Linked DNA regions of Mus musculus: regions 1 and 2 are each linked to region 3. The links are chromatin contacts, called in public promoter capture Hi-C maps. All regions are on one chromosome and are shown on one strand. Each heading gives the region's core, a stretch centred on a gene start, on an enhancer-like site or on the middle of the called end of the contact. The rest is flanking DNA. Distances are from core to core; before and after follow the strand shown. Region 1 holds the start of Mlec (malectin). Region 2 holds the start of Rnf10 (ring finger protein 10). Region 3 holds the start of Alkbh2 (alkB homolog 2, alpha-ketoglutarate-dependent dioxygenase).

The links. Promoter capture Hi-C pulls out the DNA fragments that hold promoters and counts their contacts.
Region 1: a contact with region 3 is called in a promoter capture Hi-C map of liver, with 5 times the contacts expected there. The contact joins the promoter of Mlec here to the promoter of Alkbh2 in region 3. A contact is called at or near these places in 6 of 39 promoter capture datasets (cranial neural crest, hippocampal neurons, liver and 2 more).
Region 2: a promoter capture Hi-C map of liver shows a contact between it and region 3, with 5 times the contacts expected there. The contact joins the promoter of Rnf10 here to the promoter of Alkbh2 in region 3. A contact is called at or near these places in 3 of 39 promoter capture datasets (liver and pre-B cells) and 1 of 9 other capture datasets (adipose tissue).

What each region holds. Positions count from the first base shown.
Region 1 is chr5:115,155,239-115,159,430 of GRCm38.p6, reverse strand. It overlaps Mlec (malectin), which reads left to right and starts at 1,255. Exons shown (of 5, transcript NM_175403.3): 1 at 1,255-1,628. The coding sequence starts at 1,397.
Region 2 is chr5:115,271,273-115,275,510 of GRCm38.p6, reverse strand. Rnf10 (ring finger protein 10) reads left to right here and starts at 2,616. Exons shown (of 17, transcript NM_016698.2): 1 at 2,616-3,254. The coding sequence starts at 3,098.
Region 3 is chr5:114,125,672-114,129,882 of GRCm38.p6, reverse strand. It overlaps Alkbh2 (alkB homolog 2, alpha-ketoglutarate-dependent dioxygenase), which reads left to right and starts at 1,665. Exons shown (of 4, transcript NM_001359941.1): 1 at 1,665-1,800; 2 at 2,114-2,357; 3 at 4,153-4,211. The coding sequence starts at 2,144.

The sequences.
Region 1 (4,192 bases), core at 6-2,505, 1.0 Mb before region 3:
TCCTGGCCTTTGGGCCCCCACATCCTTAGCAGCCTTAAGGGGACTGGGGGTAAAAAAACCCATGTTCTCTGCCAAAGCAGCTAGCGCTCTAGACACCGAGCCATCTTTCCAGCCTCCTATTTATTGTTATAGAGACAGGATCGCACTCTTGGAGCTCAAGCTGGCCTTTTAAAACTCCCGGTAATCATCCTGCTTTAACCTCTGAGAATACAGGCACGCGTCACCTGGCGTCAGCGCGCCCAGAGTTGTTTTATGTTCCTTTTTCTGAACCTCAAAAATCAAATTCAACCGGGCTTTCCATGTTTTGTCCGCATTATCTGTATGGACAGGATAAGTACTTATGGAACAAATGATTCCACTTCCCCCGCTTGGCTGGGTCGGAAAAATGGGAGTTGAGGCAGATACCCAAGGGCATGGACAATAACGCAGAAGAGCGCTGTGTGAAATGCCAAAGCAGGGAGCTCGGGTCGTGCCAGTGGTCCCCAGCAGGAGGAGGAGGAGGAAGCCCCTAGCTCCACTTAGGTTTCCAGGCCCGCCAGGGACCGTCGCCATGGAGACGCAGGCACCCTGGAGCCCCCTCCCCCTAACAGCCACGCGTTTCCGCTGCGTTGGAGCATTCTGATTGGACGGCCTCCTGGACGCTACCACACACCAAGCGCCTGCTAAGGGGTGACGGTGGGGACCGTATCCTCGCGGGACTCGCGTGTCCCGCCACCTGTTCACATGGCATCCAAGGGAGAGACGGGCCCCGATGCTCCACCCGGGGACAAACCATCGCTCGGCTTGCAAGAGCCTGGGCTCTTGCTTTCTGAGTTGAAGGAGGAGGGATGGAAAAGGCGGCAACGCCCCCTTCTGAGCTGACTCGGTCCCCAGCTCTAGAGCACCGGAAGTGTTGGCGACGTGTCAGTGCGCCCTTCTCTAAACCTTCCCCGGCCCAGGCCACCTTTCCCAGTCGACTGTGGGATTCCGGGGCGGCCTGGGCGCTGCACCCGCCACTTCCGCATGGAACCGCCGCTTCAACCGAACTCCCTCCCTGGGCGCGCGCTCCTTCTCGTGCCCCGTGGTTGGGCCGGAGCCTAGGCGCGGCCACTCCCCTCCCCGGACGCACCAGCCAATGGCGCGGCCGCTCTCGGCGGGGTGGTGGGTAATTCATGAGGGCCTCCCTCTGATTGGCTGAGGCGCTCCGGGCTGAGGGCTGGGCGTCGGGGTAGGTTGCTCCCGAGGTGGGAGGCGGCGCCCCAAGGCCGAGGAGGTGGAGGAGGAGGAGGAGGAGGCCCTGAGAGCGACATGTCCCGGGTTGCCGAGGCAGAACGGTCCGCTGCGCTGTTCTCCTGAGTTGGGGGCGGCCGGCCGAGGACGAGGGTCGGCAGGGGCTGCCCCCGCCGTGGTGGCCGCCATGCTGAGGCCCCGGGGAGCCGAGGGAACCGCTGTGGCGCTTCTCCGGCTGCTTCTGTTGCTGCTGCTGCTGGGACCGAAGCTCCGGGGTCCGGGGCTCGGCGTGGTCGGCGCCGCCGGGGCCGGACTGCCGGAGAGCGTCATCTGGGCAGTGAACGCAGGCGGCGAGGCGCATGTGGACGTGCACGGGATCCACTTCCGCAAGGACCCTCTGGAAGGCCGGGTGGGCCGAGGTGAGAGCCCCTCCGGCCGAGCCTGGGGGGGTCCGCAGCCTGGGAGCAGGGCGCAGCTGCGGGCCTCGAACCCCTTCCTCTCCAGCCGGGAGACCACAGCCTTGGAACGAAGTTTCTCTCTGCAGTGAACCTACCCCCAGCCCCCCAACCCCCCACCCTCCAGGGACCTGGCCAGGACCCAGGGCCTAGCCCTGACTGGAAGCTTCCAAGAGCCATCGAGGCATAGAGTTGGCGAGAAGTTTATATTTAGACCCTTTCTCATTTTACCTTGCCCCAGCCCCTCATCCCACCCAAGCTGGGAATGTAAAAGGCAAGGGTGGCCTTTTGCCTGGCGCCTGGAGGCCTCGCAGGTTGGAGGTCATCGACTCCGCTGCTCTGCCATCCATCGCGACGGTTTCCAGGAGATGCTTTGCCCACCCTACAGATCACCCGCCGTTTTCCGTGCCCCTTCCAAGCCCGGGACTGAGGCTTGATTCTTCGCCAGAACGGCAGGGAGTCTTCGAAGGGGGAATAGTACGGGAAAGTTTGACTGTGGCACCCCTCCCCTCCCCTCCTTTGGAATTTGTATGCTTAAAAGTCAAAGCCACCCGACGGGTGTCGGTATATCGCAGCCCATCCTGCCTATGAGGTCAACCTGTGTAAGGTTTGAGTGTGACCCCCGGGTGATCGTAAGACGTTTGATCCCAGCTTAGGGGGAAAGTGGGTTTTACAGAGTTTCACAGTTCACAACGGCCAAATGAGAATTTTGAGGGCAGATGGTTAAAAATACAGGTTCACAACGGCCAAATGAGAATTTTTGAGAACAGATGGTTAAAAATACAGGTTCCTGGGCAGTCTCTAGACACAGTAGACAAACTTTTTTTTTTTTTTTTAACTTAACTAGCTGGGACTCGGGTCTCTGCCCTAGGCACTTCTGTTATAGGTTACCTTACCCCCCCCCCCCCCAATTCATTCTTTGGAGAAAACCGCTCTAGATTCTTCCATAAGTAGGATTGAAAAACAGGTTTAGAAGGAAAGTCGGGGACTGAAGAGCTGGCTCGGTGGTTAAGAGTGCAGATTGTTCTCTCAGAGAACCCGTTTGATTCCCAGCATCCAGATGATAGCTCAGGATTGTCCATAACTCCATTTCCCAGGGATCCAGTGCGGCTTTCTGACATCCACAGTCACAGGCACACGTGTGCACAGAGAGACATACATGCAGGCAGAACACTACACAAAACTGTTTGAAAAGGTTTTTTGAAAAGGTTTTTCTTGTTTCATGTTCTGGAAGATTGATGCTGTATGCTGGGCGCAGAGGCTGCCTTTGCAGACAACAGGAAATCTCTTTTTTCAGTGTTTGTGTGTGGTTCTTTTAACTTTACTGAAGGTTTCAACTTAGTTTCTCCCAGTTTCTGTGTCGAGATAGTTATATTGTGTGTGTCTTATCTGGATGTTGTGGCACACACCTATAATCTCAGTACCATCAAGGCAGAGGCAGGAGGATCCCTGATTGATGAAAGCCAGTCTGGTTTATCTAGGGAGATCCAGGTCAGCCAGCAATCCAGGGCTACATTATGAGAGCTTGTTTCACAAAAGAAACCAGAATTCTTTGCTTTTATACATGTAAGGGTCTTGGCACATGGGGCTGTTCTCTGAAGTTCTGTGTCCTGGAATTCATTTAGACCTGGCATGCAGGTCCCAGGAACCTGGATTCCGCTGAGTCAGGGCTCCAGGTCGTGGCAGCCAAAGCCAGACTTTGTAACAGCAGGTCGTTACTGCCTCTGTTGCTGGTGTTCCTCTTTCTTCATGCTTGTGGGCAGAGAGGAAGGAGCTCCTGAGGAAACCGCACAGTTGGTGGACTTTGCCTCTTGAGATAATGGTGGTGAGGGCAGTGTACAGCTGGTTTCTTCATTCAGATATCCAGCTATACACTGGTTCCATTGTCCTCCTGTTAGGTCCCCGGTACAGAGGATGAAACTAGGACTGCCATCTTTAGTCCTCTGGTATTCCTCTTATTCTGATACTCTGCTTTTAGGTTGCTGGTGCAGGTGGTTTAGTTTTGGCCTGGTCAGTAGCCAGCTAGGCTCTCTCGTCCTTGGATTGTAGTTTCCTGGGGGCCAGAACACTCATGTGTGTGTGTGTGTGTGTGTGTGTGTGTGTGTGTGTGTGTCAGGGGTTGGGGTTGGGCTGGGTAATTGTAGCAAATACACAGTGTGTGAGACCTGCCAGACTCTTTCATCGTGGAATCTGATTTTGGACGATAGCATTTGGGGGGAAGTAGAACCGAAGGTCCCCTGCCCCAGACTGTCTGCTTGTCTGGGTGTGGCCGGCACGAAGGCATGGATAGAAAGAAAAGTTGGGTATAGTGCTGTGGCGTGGACCGGCGAGTGTTAGTACTTACTAAGTCCCTAGGCAGCTCCCTGGCATTGGGTCTGGGCCCCAGATACGTTTAAGCGTCCACTGAGCAGTCAGCTTTCTAGTTTGTTCTGTTCTGAGGCATCGGCCCTGCCCAGGGAAGAGCAGCTGTTCAGGCTGCCTTGCCTTCTCGGGATCAGGGTGTGCCCCTTATTTGGAGACCCTTGTCT
Region 2 (4,238 bases), core at 1,367-3,866, 1.1 Mb before region 3:
GGGATAAGGGACAAAGATAGGAAGGAGATAGAGGAAGAGGGAGAAGATGAAGGGAACAGGAAAGAGGGGGAGGGGCATTTGTCCCATAGGAAGAAGCCTTGCCTCTGGATAGAGAGGAGACAGACATGGCTCATAGGAAAATAGCAGATGCCTGGCAGTGATGGCACAGGCCTTAATCCCAGCACTTGGGAGGCAGAGGCAAGCAGATTTCTGAGTTTGAGGCCAGCCAGGTCTACAGAGTGAGTTCCAGGCCAGCCAGGGCTACACAAAGAAACCCTAGGTCGAAAACCCAAAAAAAAAAAAAAAAAAAAAAAAAGTAAAAATAAAAAAGAAAAAGAAAAGAAAAAGAAAATAGCAGTTTATAAAGGTAAAAGGGAAAACCCCATGTTAGGATGAGGCCTTTAACTTTAAGTGGGCGTGGGCATGTTAATTAGCTGAGCCAAAGGAGGCTTCTGATTTCTTCACTTCAATACTTTGATAGCTGGACCTTGGTAGTCAGCCTCAGGAGCAGGATGTGGCCAAATAAGGAAACAGACCTTGGGGGCTAGCTTTAGGAAGATAATTTCATGGTTTTTAGAAAGGCAGAAGGAATAGGGAGAGAAGGCAGGGCTTGCCAGAGCCATGCTCACCACACTCAGGCTAGCCAGAGTCCTTTCAGGTGAGATAGCTCAGCAATTAAGAACACTAGCTACTCTTCCAGAGGACCTGGGTTTGATTCCCAGAGCCTATATGGTGCTTTAATTCCAGTGCTGGGGTATACAATCCTCTCTTCTGGTATCTAGAGACACATGGCACAGACATACTAGCTGGTAAAACATGTGTAAACACAAAAATAAAATAACAACCAAAAAACTGAAAAATTATAGTTCCTTTTTAAAAATGGATTTATTTATTTTATATATGTGAGTACACTGTAGCTATCTTCAGACACACCAGAAGAGGGCAGTGGATCACCTTACAGATGGTTGTGAGCCACCATGTTTGTGATTTGGAATTGAGTTTAGGACCTCTGGAAAAGCATTCAGTGCTCTTAACCTCCGAGCCATCTCTCTAGCAAACCCCTCCCCCCCAAGTTATAGTTCTATGGATCTCCATGTCATTTTAAACTGATTCCTTCCATACTAAATAATATCTCATATACTATATGATAATAAGGAACCAAATAAGAGTCTGACTCCTGCTTTTTTCATTTTTCTTTCTTTCTTTTTTTCTTTTCTTTTCTTTCTTTTTTGCCCTGCCTCTGCCTCCCAAGTGCTGGGATTAAAGGTGTGCGCCACCACTGCCTGGCTTGGCCCGCACATTCTTGTTCCTTTCCCATTTATGATACTGAGGATCAAATCAGAACTTTGCCCATGCAAGGGCCCTGTGACTACACTACACTGTCTGCTTTTATTCTTTTTCTCTCTTATAAGGAACATGGTCTCACTATGTAGCACATGCTAGCCTTACACTCTGCACTTCCTGTCTCTGTTTATTTATTTATTTTTTTGAGACAAGGTTTTTCTGTGTAGCCCCAGCTGACCTGAAACTTGCTCTGTAGACCAGGCTGGCCTTGAACTCAGAGATCCACCTGCATCTGCCTCCTGAGTGCTGAGATTAAAGATGTGCACCACTGGCATCCGTCTTCTGTCTCTGCTTCTTGAGTATTAGTGATACAGGCATGAGCCACTCTAGTTCTCCTACATACACGATTGCTAAAATTCCACTCATCGGCTAGATGAGGTAGTAGCTTAGAGGTAGAAAACTAGATTGTGAGCATGGAGCTCTGGATTTGATCCCTAACAGCCCCCCCCCCCCAAATTCCATTCGTCCTGTGTGTGTCACATGACACAGCATTTCTAAGAAGTCCTCTTTTATCCCTCTCAAGCTGGGATGCTTTTCTATTGAAACGTGTTTGATTAGCATCTCCTTACTTAACTGTACTATGTTGTTTCTCTTTGTTGGTGTTTCGAATGTTGCTTCTTACCGATCTTTATATATGAATGTGGCATGCATACGTGTATGAAAAATCTTACACGTATGCACAGGTGTACATGGAGTTCTGAGGCTGCCATTGAGTGTTTTCCTCCAAGACTCTCCACATTCTTCACAGAATGGCTAGGTAGACTCACCATTTGAGCTAGTCTGGCTAGCCAGTTTGTTCTGGGAATTTCCAGATCTCTTGTCTCCGGTGCACCGGAATTGCAGGTGGGCCATCACACTCCACTTGGTTTTCTAAAAAATTTTGTGTATGGGTGTTTTGTCTATATGAGTATGTCTGTATACCACGTGTTTGCTTGGTATTGTAGGAGGCCAGACACCCACACATCTTTTTTTTAAAAAAAGAAAAAAATCCAAGCACTGGCGAGGAATATCTGTGAATTGGAAGCCAGACTGTTGCACACAAAGAGTTCAGGTCCCGTTAGGACTACAAAATGAAACATTGTCTCAAAAAGAAGGAACCCGCTAGGGAGGCGGGAAGGAAAAGAAACCTCGAACAGGGAAGAGAGAAAAAAAGCATTGGCAGGCACAAGCGGTCCCTCCCCTAGGACCCGGATGTAGGTAAAAGACTACACTTCCCAGAATGCACCACGCCCGCCTGGCAACTATATAAATAGTCCATCCGGGTTCTTGGAGATGCTGTTTGGCGACTCGTCGCCATTCCCGGAGCAGCTCGGCCTCGGCCCAGAGGCGAGTGTCGGTCGCTGTGTCGGAGACCCCGGTCCCCGGCACCGAGACAGCCAGCCCTCTCTCCTGCCCCGCGGCGGGAGAGCGTGTCCGGCCGGCCGGCGGGGCTCGCGACCCTCCCGCGCCTCCCTTTCCCCCGCAGCCTCTGCCCCGCCAGGCCCGGCCCGGACCTCCGAGCCCCGGCCTCCTCCTCCTCCTCCTCCTCGTCCTCGTCCTCCTCTTCGGTCACCGCCGCCTCTGGGCCCCACAACCCCACCTTGCCGCTTCTCCTTCCATTTTGAGAAGCTGAGGAAGGAAACAAGGAAAAATGTCGCCATGAAGGCCGAGAACCGCTGCCGCCGCCGACCCCCGCCGGCCCTGAACGCCATGAGCCTGGGTCCCCGCCGCGCCCGCTCCGCTCCGACCGCCGTCGCCGCCGAGGCCCCCTTTGATGCCGCAGAGCTCCCCCAGCGCCGCCGCCACCGCCTCCGACATGGACAAGAACAGCGGCTCCAACAGCTCCTCCGCCTCCTCGGGCAGCAGCAAAGGGCAACAGCCGCCCCGCTCCGCCTCGGCGGGGCCGGCCGGCGAGTCTAAACCCAAGAGTGGTAAGAGCCGGCGGGTCTGCCGGGTCACTTGGGGGAGGAGGGACAAACGACCCACCTTCCGCTTGCACTGACATCCAGTATTTACGGTTAAGCCGATCTGCGCTGCGTGGTTAATTTGGGCCCTTGCATTCATATTCAAAACAGCTGGCTGAAGTAGGCGCTATTCTTAGCCCCATTTTGCAGATGAGGGATCTGAGATTTTGGAAAGGGTTAAGGTCATCCAGGTGGCAAGCACCTCACAGAAGGCCTCAAGACCTGGCTTTGTGTGACTCACCGTCGGTCCAGGCTCTAAAACAATTGACTTTGTTTTCTCTTCTAGTGTCGGATTAGCTTTGGGTGGCATTCAAGTTTGAATAAGAGAGGGTGAGGCCCGAGGATTTTCAGACTTAAATCTGGCACCGGGTCTGCTCCTCTGTTTAAGAGGACTCATGTTGGGATGGCGTTGCTCGGCGTGATAGTAAAGCATGCAGACCCTGCATTCAGTTCATTTAGGTTCAGTCCTTGAGTTTGCTAATACACACTATTAAGTAAATGGGCTAAGCGCTTAGAGTACTTGACAACTTTTTGCCTAAATATTATGCCTGTTTGTGTGCGGTAGGTTATATGGGCTTGGCTTTCATGGTGTGTGTGTGTGTGTGTGTGTGTGTGTGTGTGAGAGAGAGAGTGATGTGTGTAGTCAGGCTTCTTAGTATTACTATAACATAATAATAATGATATTATTATAATAATATAATAATACTACTTACTGATTATGCACAAAGCACACGGGTAGGCTTTTAGGTGTGATAGCACTACTCTAATCGTTTAACCTGTCTAGCCAGGAGTTATTCCACCGCAGAGAATAAACTAGGCTGTGGATTAGGAGATGGCAGAATCCCGAGTCCAGCATTCTCCATCTTGTGTCAGAGCTGTGTACAAATCTCTTTTAAACTTTTACCATGTTGGCAGTATTTTTGAGATAGTAATTTTTTTTTCAATCAGTCT
Region 3 (4,211 bases), core at 416-2,915:
CTGGCCTTGGATTCAGAAATCCGCCTGCCTCTGCCTCCCAAGTGCTGGGATTAAAGGCGTGTGCCACTGCAAGTGTAATTTAAACCTCGACCGACCGCTGCCCTGGAAAAACCCTCCTATGCCGCCGTGTGTCACAGAGTGGTGACACACCCTGTGAGCCCAGCATCTGGGAGGTGGAGGCAAGAGGATCAGGAGCACAAGGCTTGGCTACACAAGCTGTTAGGGGCTAGTCTGGGCTACAGCCTCCCAATCTGAACTGACTAGACTCCCAATTTAGCAGTTCTCCAGGCGGTTTGCCTTTCCGCAGCGTCCCGCTAAAATCTTCGCATGCTATGTTATTTTGTCCCTTACCTGGAAAGCTTCAATGCTGGCTTAGGATTCTTCCCTGTAAGATCCTCTTCCCCATCCCCCCCTACTCCCTAGCCTGTCACCCTGCTCACAACTTCCATATTGTACAAAGAAATCTTGTTTATCACATTGCCCCTTTTTTGTTTTCATCTCCAAAATACAACGTGGATAAGACAGGACCTGCTGTGCCCTGCTGGTGTGTGACAGCAGAGAGCACCGTGTGCTCCCATAGGCAGCACTTTAGAGAGATATAACACGTTCCCTCTGGTCGAGGACCAGGGCGTTTTCTCAATGAAGTAAACTCAGCATTCACAGAAAAGTTTGAGCTTGAATATTTATGGTGATTTTTTTTTCTTCTGTGCCACCAGGAGCAAGAAATGACTGTCACAGGTCTTTCCATACCAGCAATGGAAGGAGAAAAACGGTACAAATGTCCTCTATGTTTATACATAGTATATAAATAAAATGGCTGTACTTGAAGCTAAAGATTAAAAAACACAGCTGGGCAGTGGTGGCGCACGCCTTTAATCCCAGCACTTGGGAGACAGAGGCAGATGGATTCCTGAGTCTGAGGCCAGCCTGGTCTACAAAGTGAGTTCCAGGACAGCTGGGACTACACAGAGAAACCCTGTCTCGAAACAAACCACACACACACACACATACAAAGAAAAGAAAAACAAACAAAAACAACCCCCCCAAAAGATTAAAAAACACGGGGGCAGGGGCAGGAGAGATGGCTCAGCGGTTAAGAGCACTGACTGCTCTTCCAGAGGCCCTGAGTTCAATTCTCAGCAACCACGTGGTGGCTCACAACCATCTGTAATGGAATCTTATGCTCTCTTCTGGTGTGTCTGAAGAGAGCAATAGTGTACTCATATAAATAAAATAAAATAAAGATTTTAAAACACGGTTATATCTAAAAGCAGTGTGCTTACAGAAATAAGTCAAACGCAAAAGGCTATACAGCCTCTAATCCATCACATTTATGTGGAATCGTGAAGAAGAGCAAGCAAGGAATAGCTGACAAATTATGTCGGAACCTAAGGGAGGAAGGATTCTATGGGATGGTATAACTGTTCTCCATGTCGACTGTAGTGGTCAGACAATGCTGTGTCTTTGTCAGGAGTGCAGATTCATACACTGCCCTCAAGCCCCCCAGACAGTATGCTGTAGCACACTAGGCTCGTAGACCCCAGAACTGGTCCACAGGCCTAACCTTGCTGAGCCATCAGGTGAAGGCAGCATCCTGCGGTGCGCAGGGAGACCGGCAGGGGGCGCTGTGCCCGGAAGTCCCGCGTAGGCGGGAGGGGCGGGGTGAGGGTTCCTGGGGCTGCGTGTGTCTGTGCAGAGACCTGACCCACCGCTCCGGGCTCTCCGGTGGAGCCCGGTTGCTCGCCCGTGCCAGCCCCTACCCCGCGGGGCCGCAGGGCAGAGGCAACCCTGCTTTTCTGGGTAACTGGGCGAGCCTCATGCCTCTCTGCGCTTGCGTCTTCCCATGTGTAGCCTTTTGGGTTTGGGCAGCCGTTTGCAGCCAAAGCTCTCGAATTCCGAAGAGGACGGACGGGTCTTTAAAAGTACTCCATTCCAGGGCGGGCCTGGGGATGCGTGCCCGGGATTCCTACCGATGGGCGCCTGGGGCGTGAGGACAGCGTGGTTCGGGTCAGCTTGTGCTAGGAAGACTTAAGCTACAGGGCAGGCTCCCCGCCTGGATGATGCCCGCCAGGCACCTCCTAGGAGGTTTAATGCGCTCTTGTTTCCTTTGTAGGACGCGTCTGAGCTGTGAGTGGGCGGCGGGATGGACAAGTTCCTGGTGAGGCCAGACCTCCGCGACCTCCAAGGGGGAGGGGAGGAGCCCGCCCCGACGGGAGGAGCCTCGGGCGACCTGAAGAGCCCGGACTGGCGACACCTTCGCGCGGAAGGTCTGAGCTGTGATTACACCGTCCTATTCGGCAAAGCCGAGGCAGACAAGATTTTCCGAGAGTTGGAGCAAGAAGTGGAGTATTTTACTGGTAGGCGGAGGTCTTACGTGCGTTAGGCTTGTGCGAGGACAGGATGCGCCTTCCCTGGGAGAAGCGTGAACTTCCGGCTGTGACGGATTAGGTCACGGTCTGGGCAGCTCTGGTTAGGTTAGGTTATGGTTTGGCATACGAACTGTCCACGAGGTCTAGAACGAAATTATTTGGCAACTGATTGGAATTACCTGGGAAGTTAAAAAACTAAATAACAAAAAAAGCAAAACAAACCCCCAAACCGAACCATTCTGGGATCTTCGTGATACTGATTCAAAATAGCTGGAGGCGAAGGTTAGGCCTCAGTGGTTTTTGTTTTTTCGAGACAGGGTTTCTCTGTGTTGCCCTGGCTGCCTTGAAACTCACTCTGTAGACCAGGCTGACCTCAAATTCAGAAATCCTCCTGCCTCTGCCTCCCAAGTGCTGGGATTAAAGGCGTGCGCCACCACTGCCTGTCGACACCCTGTTTTGTTTTGTTAAAGACCATAATTAAATAAATGTATGAGATGAGTCAGCAGTTAAGACTAGTTGCTGTCCCAGAGGACCCAAGTTTGGGTCTGAGCACCCACATGGCAGCCCACAATCCTCTGTAACTCCAGTTCCAGCTACTGTGGTGCCCTTGTCCAGCCTTCGAGGGCACAGACATCACAAGCAAGCAAAATAAAATATTTAAATACATAAAATAAAACAAAATTTTAAAAAGGAAGGGGAGAATGATGGCCTCAGGGGCCTTCTCTTAGAAGGATTTGGTTCTGGACCAGGGACAAAGGGAGTGTGTATTTTGTATATCAAAGCAGACCAGGCCTCCAGGTTCTTCCAGCATCCCCCTCCTCCCCCCACACACAAGTCCTTTCCTGACATACCCTGCCCCCAACCCTGTTTCCAGCCCAGGGGTTGAGCAGCCCTTCCCCCAGAGGCTCTTCCCTATATGATCCAGACATTGTGGTCTCTCCTCTTTCTCTTCTCTCTGTACACTCGAGCTCTTTTTCTATTTCTATTTCTCTTCCTCCTCCCCTATGGTGAATTCCCTGGCCAGTGAACTGGCCCCAAGAAACTGCATTTAGTATTATCTAATCTGTCTTGGCCCATTTCACCCGTGGCAGAGAAATAACTTATCACAAGTCACCCATGTTTTGTTTTCAGCAATTTCATGCATGTGTATGATGCATTTTGGCTGTTTTCACACACCCCCGATTCATCACCCTGACTCCTACAGAACCCCTTTGTCCCAAGCCCCTGTGGTGCTCTCATGTTATTTTGTTTTTGTGGCCCGCTGGTTTTAATGCTATTGTGTCCACATGCCTTGTGTGTCTGCACATAGTGTGTCTACATGTCTCATGTGTCTGCACAAGGAAGCCACAGAATCCAGTGGATTTTCAGTATACTCATGTGCATTCCTTCTGCCCCTTGACATAAAGCCCAGCTGGAGACCGCTTCCTCACTGAGACATGGCCTCTCCTGAGTCTGGAACTTGCAGATCCAGTGAGGCCAGCTGGCCAGTGAGCCTCCAGCAGTGGGATTCGAGGCATACTGAGCAATACCTTGTGGTGGACACTTTACCAACTGAGGCATCTCTCTCTTTCGTTGAGACATGCTGGCTTGGAATTTGTGTTCTGTCTACTTCAGCACCAGAGTGAATACTTGGGACAAGCCACAATGATTTAGGGTAAGAGGTTCCCAACATGGCGTTTTACAACGTGAGCAGAGGGAACGTTGTTTCTGCTTCTCCACCTTTGAATGTGCGGAGCTGTCTGCACCCAAGGGTCACTGGTGGAACTCCCGTTCTTCTACGCAGGTGCACTGGCCAAGGTCCAGGTGTTCGGAAAGTGGCACAGTGTTCCCAGGAAGCAGGCG